Regions from separate parts of the Gossypium hirsutum genome. Here region 2 is linked to region 1. The links are chromatin contacts, called in public Hi-C maps. All regions are on one chromosome and are shown on one strand. Each heading gives the region's core, a stretch centred on a gene start, on an enhancer-like site or on the middle of the called end of the contact. The rest is flanking DNA. Distances are from core to core; before and after follow the strand shown.

Region 1 (4,391 bases), core at 1,207-3,706:
CTTGACCCAAAAATTGGCATAAAATCATGTCCAAGCCCAGCCCAGATTAAAAATGTTAAATTCGAGCTTGACCAGCTCGAATTAAATTTTTTATATTCTTTTTTCATCAATCCCATGTTTGTGGTATAAATTTCAAATTATTCATATATATGTGTTAATTTCATTTTTTTATATTACATGTATGTTCGTTTTATGGTTTATTTTCGGGGTTTATGGTTATCCTTCTTAATAATATTATCTCCAATATTCGAATCTACTTTTTTTTCCTTAAGAATATAACGCATTTTTCTATTTCACCCAATCACTAGTTGGTACATTCAATATTCAGAATTTGTGACAGCTCCTCTTAATAATGATATATTCAATATTCGAACATATATTTATTTTTTAAAAGTATAATATATTTTACTATTGCATATAACAACTTGTTGGTACCTTTATATTATTTTTAAACGATTTATTATAGTGTTGTAATTTAGAGAATAATTTATGTATTTATTATATCATAACTCATTACATACTTTGTATTGTTTGCCATAGCGATATGTTTGCTTCTTATATGGGCGTGGGTGTTGTTTATATTAAATCTTGCATATATTTGTATTATTTTTTGTGAAGTGTGATGCTCTAATTAATATCATATTTTTTATATTATGTTTCGTTTCAATCTATATCTTACATAATTTGTTGTATAGAAATTAGATCTTTATACGAATCTATCATAAATTAATATAAATAAAATGTTTGAAATTTTATTTAATTTTTCGAAACGCAGCGAGAGAATCTAGTATTTTATTTCAACATAATGCAATTCAAATAGGATAAAAATAGGTTAAATTCTATTATTAGTCCCTTTTAATTTTTGCATTTTTAATTTGGTTATTTTTAGTTTTTATACTTTTTTAAAGTTTAACATTCCAGTCCTCATCAAGCGAAAACTATAGAATTCATTCAATTAAGTTATGATATTTCCTAAATCTGACTCTACAAACATGTTATTATATATGTAATGTCAATCCAGTTTGTTATTTTCACATATTACTAAAAAAAACTAGTTAATGAATTAACGATCATCATTTGCATCAATATTGAACTTTCAAACTTTAAAAAGTATAGGAACTTAGAATGATCCAATTGGAGAATACAGACTAAATCTACAATTATATGCATAGTAAATGACTAGTAATTCAATTTAATTGATTGAGTTTTGTTTGGATTAGGGCTAATATTTGAAAAATATAAAGACTAAAATTGATTAAATAAAGTATAATGACTAAATCTACAACTCTCGCAAAATAACAAGACAAAGAAATAATAAATTTATATATATTTTTTAAAACATGTTATTAAAATATTCGTAAAATTTTTATACAACTAATATTTTAGGCAAAATGTAAAATATATATATATATAATATACTAAATATTAATTTTCCTCAAACTTATAATAATAAACAAATATATTATTAAAATGTTATCTGAAAATATATCAAATAACTGGAGAAATTAATTCATAAAGTTGTTGTTGTCAACATTATTATTATTGTTTTTGAAAGAAATTATTATCATTATTATTATTTCATTTTGATTTAAGTAAAAAGAATTAAAAAAATGAAAATAAGAATAAAATTGTCAAAAATGTTATATTACTAAGAGATGGTATTAAGATTATTCTTATATTTTAGAATGTTGACAATATTTAAATTTAAGATCAATAACTGAGGAAATATTATGTCGGAATCTCACATTATCCTCAAAAATGTTACATTTTTAAACCAAAAACACTCACTAAGAGTTTCTTTTGTTGAAAAAACATCTTATAGTCAAAGTTTATTATTTGTACTTGTATAATTGTTAAGTCATTAATTAAATTTGTTTCTTGAGTTAATTGAGCAACAATTTAATTAATAAAATATTAACTTTAAAAAAAATAATAAATATTATTATTAAAATATATAATTTTCTATAAATGAATTCTTTTACATATATAATATATAAAAATATATAGAATAAGAAAGAAAGAAAAATGGAATAATAAAATGGACCTCCGTATTCATGAAAATTAAGATTGAAAATTAAAAAGAAAGAAAAATGGAATAATAAAATAGACCTTCGTATTCATGAAAATTAAGATTGAAAATTAAATTGTAAAACTTTTTTTTACCGATAAATCTGATTTTTACATTAGTTTAAAAATTAGTTGTGAATTTAGATGGACAATATAATTACTTAAGATTAATGTAAAAACAACAATAACAATAAAATTAAATACTATAATAATATTATAACATAAGATAAAAAATAAACTAAACATACTCATGTTATCCTACATTCCATCAAAACCCACCTTGACTTTAACAAATAATAAATAATCAAACCGATGTAGAAGTTTGTACAGCTCAGGATCTTATCCAATTGGAAGCCCAATCAAATTTCTTAGCCATTCCTTTGTCCAAAATTGTACGTGACATTGATATGCTGTCTCTTGGAAACTAAATGCGGCTTGACCTTTTCAAATCTTTTCTTCACCTTAATTTAAATTTAAAATCTTTTCATATAAAAATTAAATTATTTTCACTGATTGAGTCTAAATTTGATTATATGAGTATTGTTATCAATGTAAGAATATATAAATTCGAGTGCATTGAAGCGCATTATTTTCTTATTTATAAATTGGAAAGGAACTTGTTAAAAAAAATATATTTTAAGACAATCATCATACAACAATCATATAAATAGTAAAACTTCACGTTGAATTAAGACTGCTTCTTGTTAAATTAAAACTTTTATCAATTTTAATATAGGGAAAATATTTAAAAATATGTTTTATTTTACAATTATTTCGATTTTCATAGATGTTGAGTTTGTTTTTTGAATAATATGTATAAAATCTATTGTCTAATCATTTCGTGATGATGAAAAGACATTAGTTGAAGCTTAACATAGATGGGTGTAGACGTATTGTTGACAACTTCTCACGATTCCCCTTATTGATGTGATGAAACAAGAACTCAACTCATGTAGGTGTCAAATTTCTAAAGGAATTTTAATAAAGAAGTTGACAATTGAAAAAGCAACTTATTTGCCCTCTGTCCCAACTTATTGTCCCGACAAATATTTGAACACAATTTTGAACAAGATTATATAATAAAGTAGTAGGTAGATAAGATAGAGAAAGAAGATGGACGCAATATTTTTTTAACGTAATTCAGAAAACAACCTTACTCTAAAGAGTATTACCAAAAGAATGATTTATTCAATCATCAGTCTAATAACCTATTGATTAAAGTTTAATCTACTTTTTCACAATCAGTAATTGCAACTCCAATGGATAAATTAAACTTGTTATCATTATTCACCCAAATAACATCACATACAATCAATTATCAACTCTCCGAAAAAAAAAAGAGTCAAATTATTTTTTTAACGGAAATGATGACTAAAACATAAATTTTTAATGTTGTTGGCTTGCTAACTCACATGGCAGTTTGTGAGCACGTCATGCTAACATAACATCACTTGTTTTATATATCACATCAACAAATAAATTAAAATTTATAAAAATAAAAAAATAAAAATACAAAGATATAAAAAATTCAAAAAATAAAAAAAAAATTGGTTGATAAAACTGAAAAATGAAAAGAAAAAAATATTTTAAAAATATATAATTTTGAATTAATATATATTTTTATTGTTTTACATATTAAATAAGCTTCATTGCCAATGATTACAAAATTTTCAAAAAAAAAATTATTAAAACGAAATAATGCTTATTTATAATGTTTATTACTTATTTAATATTAAAAAAAATTAACATTTAACATTATTATAACTAAATAGATTCATTTAACTCATTATGTCCACAACCAAGTATTATATCAATTTAACTTTTGAATTTGGACATTTTTTAAATTTTTGGGTAAGTTATTTAAATTATATTTTATGTTGGGATCTATCAATATAAACAATGAGATAGTACATGGTATAGATTATCACAATCTATATTTTAAATATGAGGCACACTCCACATTTTAATTATCACATTTTAAAAAGTTACGAGTTAGTCATTAATGTATAGATTTGTTACATTTTGATCATTGAACCATTAATTATCGTTAATAGTGTAACGACAATTTAACGTAACAAATTATATCATCATTCTAAAAAAAAATAGGTCAATTTTTACAAATAGTCCCTATACTTTTATCATTTTGAGAAATTTAATTCCTTTCCTTTTATTTCTTTATTTTCCTTCTCTAATTATTCTCCCTTCTTTTTTTTTTCTCTCTTTTCCCTTTCACAACCAAAGCTAATGTAAAAAGGAAAATAAAGCTTGGGTTTTAAAATTGCTCCCACCACAAAAACCTTCAAAAATCTTGCTTTTACAGCTCT
Region 2 (4,391 bases), core at 960-3,459, 54 kb after region 1:
TGCTTTTTCTAGATCAATTTTGACAACTATCCAATTATTGTTCCTATGATTGCTTCTTATTGAGTAAATGACCTATTGAGTAATAAGGATCTTATCGATAATATTACGTCATGTAATAAAACCTACATGTTCCTGGCCAATGACATTAGGAAACACCATTTTAAACCGATTAACAATAACCTTCATCACCAATTTATACATCACCGAACATAGACTAATAAGGCGAAATTGAAAGAAGTTCTTAGGACAATGAATTTTAGGAATGAGGACTAGCACAATACCCTTACTAGCAAAACACAATTTAACCCACTCACAGATTCTCAATCCAACTAAGTCCTACTGATTATGGAAGAACAATGTTTGAAAACCATCACTTCTCAGTGCCTTCAAAGGGGCCATATCAAAAAGTGTTGCTCTTATTTCATCATTTCTCACTTTTTTTCCTAGAAATTGAATATCACAATTTTCAAGGTTTGAAAAGGAGCTTGGAAGCAAGTTTCTCATGGGTTTAAGTTGCTTGTCGTATAACTTTTGGAAAAAATTGATGACTTCAAGTTGAAGGGCTTCAACATAATAAATCTATTCACCATTTTCTCCATTCAAAGCAGTAATACGATTCTATTTCCTTCTTTGAAAAGTCCGATAGTGGAAACACTTGGTGTTTTGGTCCCCAAAATTTAGCCACTCGCATCTAGACTTCTGCTTCCAAAGAAGCTCCTCATGGTGAATAACACTTTCCAGCTCTTCACGAGTCTCCAACCCAAACTAAATTAGCATACTAGAATCAATTAACTCCATCTTTCTTTAAATACTAGACAACTTGTTCAACAGATACCTTTTACGAGTTCCAATGTGTCCATAAACAGTTGTATTCGACTACTTTAGATAACTTGAAATATGGGAGAGGGATTCTGCCAAATTTTCAATGAAATCCCATTGATCTTTAACAAATTCCAGAAACCTCGGATGCTCCAACCATCCAACTAAAAATCTAAAAGGTCTCTCCTTGGAAGTTATAAGATCTGGTCTCAAGGATAAGAAAAGTGGTCTATGATTAGACTTAAGCCTTTGAAGATGAGTAATCAAACTATTAAAGAACATATTCAGTTAAGCATCATTCCCAATAACTCTATCCAACCTCTCAAAAGTCCCCCCTCTACACCGAGTGAAGGGTAGGCCTCTAAAGCCCAAATTTTGCAAAACGAAAAAATCCATAAAATAACCTAAAAGAGAGTACCTTCTTCCTCTAAGCCATCTCTCTTTCTTTTCACTATCGGGCAAGATGGCATTGAAACCCCCAATAGCGAGCTAAAGAGTAGCCCTCAAAGGAACAGTAGCATTTAACCCTTCCTAGAGTAATTTCGATTTTTTTCTATCAGGACTGCCATAAACAAAAACAATGAAGATAGGTTGACAAAGAAAATGACCAAGGATCCGAACCAGAATAAGTTGTGAATGTCTGTGAATTACCTCAACTCTAACCGAGTCCTTCCAACCTACCCAGATTCCCCCTGAAAAACCAATTGCTTCCACTCGGTGAGAAAAATGGAAATCCAATTTGACAATGATGTTATAAGCTTTTGTACAACTAACTCTAGTCTTTAGTAGATTGACGATATCCGATTTATACTTCAAATTATATTCACAAAAAATATACTAAAATTTTATACCAACACAACCTTGATAATTCCATGAAAAATTTGACATTCATATTCAAAATATAGTTAAAAAAAGAAGAAGAAAAAGAAGAAAGAAGAAGAGAAAACCCAAACCTTAATGAACAAAAGGAGATAGTTTTACGGCCCTTTCGGATTCCTATCACAACTTCCAAGTCACAAACACCCTACGGCCCTTTCCCATTCCTATCAGAACTCCCAAGTCACCAACACCATCAATCTAAGATTTCAAATTTAAGACCAAATGTGAATATTTAACTTAAATTTAGTATAATTTAAGTGTCTAAATTTATTCCAATTTATGTAACTACATTTGAGAGGGTTAATGATATTGAAATGCAATTAAAATCAGAAGAAAAACAAAAACAAAATTGAAAGAAGACGAATTGACATGTCTGGCTTTTCGAACATGTGAAAAAATAGCAGTGGAGAGATTGGCCAAGTGTCAATCTTGATGGAACATCCACCCACTGGCCACCGCCTCACCATCAATCAATATCTCTATATAATTATTTTTAATAAATAAGCAAACAAATAAGTATTTAAAAAAGGTAAAGATAAAAATATACATATTTTGATTGGTTTAAAGAGGGTGATGGATGGATCACTCTGGTCGGTTCAGTTACCATTATAGTTAAGATTAAAATTATTCAAATTAAATAATTAATCTTGAATTTAATAATTAAAAATATAAATTATATGTAATTTTAATTTGATTAATTCAATCAAATGAACATTATTAATTTATTTATTTTTATATAAAAATTAAAATTAAAAATAAAAATATATAAAATTTAATTACGAAATATTTGAATTCGAATAATTTTTAAAAAATTTAATTAAATTCGATTAATTGAGTGAAGACTGTAGCTTTGGAGTTTCTACAAATTGGTTTAAATCCCGAGGAAAAGAGGTCGGCGTTGGCTGCTAATAGCATTGTACTATGACTGCTACAAAGTCTCCGGCAACAATTGAAACTAATTATTAATAATCTTCAAATAAAGAGGTGGCTATGATTTAATCCACTCAACCTTACTTTACCTAACGTTCACCATATCAGTGACCAATATAACAACTTATGCCCCATGCTAATAATTTAATAAATAAATATTTATAATAATAATAATAATAATATGTTTGATTGAATTCCAAATTTTGATTTATTTATTAATATTAAGTCTTGATTTAGTCCAAAATTAGGTAAAATTCTACTATTAGATCTTATATTTGTGTAAATTATGGATTTAGTATATGTATTTTAATTTAGTCAATTTTAATCCTAATCCAATGATAATAGTTAAATTTATTCGATTAAATTATGTTATTAGTTATGTATTATGCTTAAAGTAATAAATTTGTCCTCGTTCATCAATTGGGTCATTCTTAGTGGTTATATTGTTTGAATTTTAAAATTTTAGTATTAATGCAAATGTTACTTGTTAAATCTATTAATTGTTATTTTTTTGTAAGTAATTTGTGAAAATAACAAGCAGACATAGCATTAAACATGTGATAATATGTTTGACACATTAAATTTTAAAAAATATCAGAACTTCACTTAATGAATTTAATAGCTATCATTTGAATAAGACTAAAATTTTCAAATTCTAAAAATAGAGGGATTAAAAATGATCAAATTAAAATACATGTGCTAAATCTACAACTTGCGCAAAGTAAGAAGTCTAATAGCATAACTTCACCTTTTAATTATAACGACTAAAGGTGAAGACACATTTATCCCGTGTATTTATTTTGTATTATTTTGAATAATTTATTTTTGTAAAATTATCTCATGACAGCAATTCATTTAAATACATTATATATTGTACAAGTATATATGTACATACACAAAGAATGATCCACTTGTATTAATATAAAAATAACTAAGCTTTTTATACTTTTATAATTATTTTAATTTTTGAGTATCTTCTATATTAGTTTTATAATCTATATTCGAGTTTCATGCTATACTTTTCTTCGAGATTTAAATATGTATTATTTCATTAAAAATATAAATTCTTTTACTTTTTATTTTTATTTTAATTGACATGACAGTTTGTTTTTTTTCCTTTTTGATATAAGTGTAGAAAATTCAATTTTTTTCCGACCATGTGATTTTAGTGTTTGGTTCATTTGATGATATTTTCAATCATAAATGATCTTGGAATTTTATCGTTTATTTATTATTGATTTTGAGATTATAGTATAAGGGCAATTTTAGATTGAGTGGTCTATTTAGTTGTGATTAGTGTAAAAATAACGATAATAATAATGGTAGAGACTGTAATAATATTATAGTATAAGATAAAAAAGAGAGAGGTTAAACCACTATACTAAAAATAAATGTCCATCTATCAAGACCCTAGACTTTTAAGATACGTAGCCATCGATGTTAAAAAAATATTAAATTGAGTTTCAATTTTAACAATTTTATTATTTTTTAAATCCCATTTTTACAATCTTAGGTTTTCATTCATTAAAAAGTTTGCTTTTTATTCTAAATTTTTTTGTAACACATGTTTCATTCTTTTCAAAATTTATTTTAAAAGGCATGCTTATAATTCTGTTTTTAAAATTTAAAAATTTTCAAGGAAACTAAATTTCAGCATTGTTTGAATAAAAAAATAAATCAAATTGAGTTTTAAGGTGTAATTAAGCTAAGTTAAATTTAACCATTAAAAAAATTAAAATTTCCATTCTAAGTTCTTTAAAATT

The links. Hi-C and Micro-C count contacts between places; a contact is called where the count stands out from the background.
Region 2: a Hi-C map of leaf shows a contact between it and region 1, with 2.5 times the contacts expected there. The contact joins two enhancer-like sites. A contact is called at or near these places in 4 of 34 Hi-C or Micro-C datasets (fibers and leaf).

Annotation. Positions count from the first base shown.
Region 1 is chrA06:7,652,250-7,656,640 of Gossypium_hirsutum_v2.1, forward strand. No RefSeq gene overlaps it. Among protein-coding and RNA genes, the nearest start is that of LOC107962525, 3.2 kb to the left of the region's middle. Within about 2 kb of position 2,457, at least 2 of the 9 cell types and tissues checked have an H3K27ac peak or open chromatin away from gene starts, as enhancers often do. A contact at or near this core is called in leaf, where this site is marked.
Region 2 is chrA06:7,706,467-7,710,857 of Gossypium_hirsutum_v2.1, forward strand. No RefSeq gene overlaps it. Among protein-coding and RNA genes, the nearest start is that of LOC107962526, 17 kb to the right of the region's middle. Within about 2 kb of position 2,210, at least 2 of the 9 cell types and tissues checked have an H3K27ac peak or open chromatin away from gene starts, as enhancers often do. A contact at or near this core is called in leaf, where this site is marked.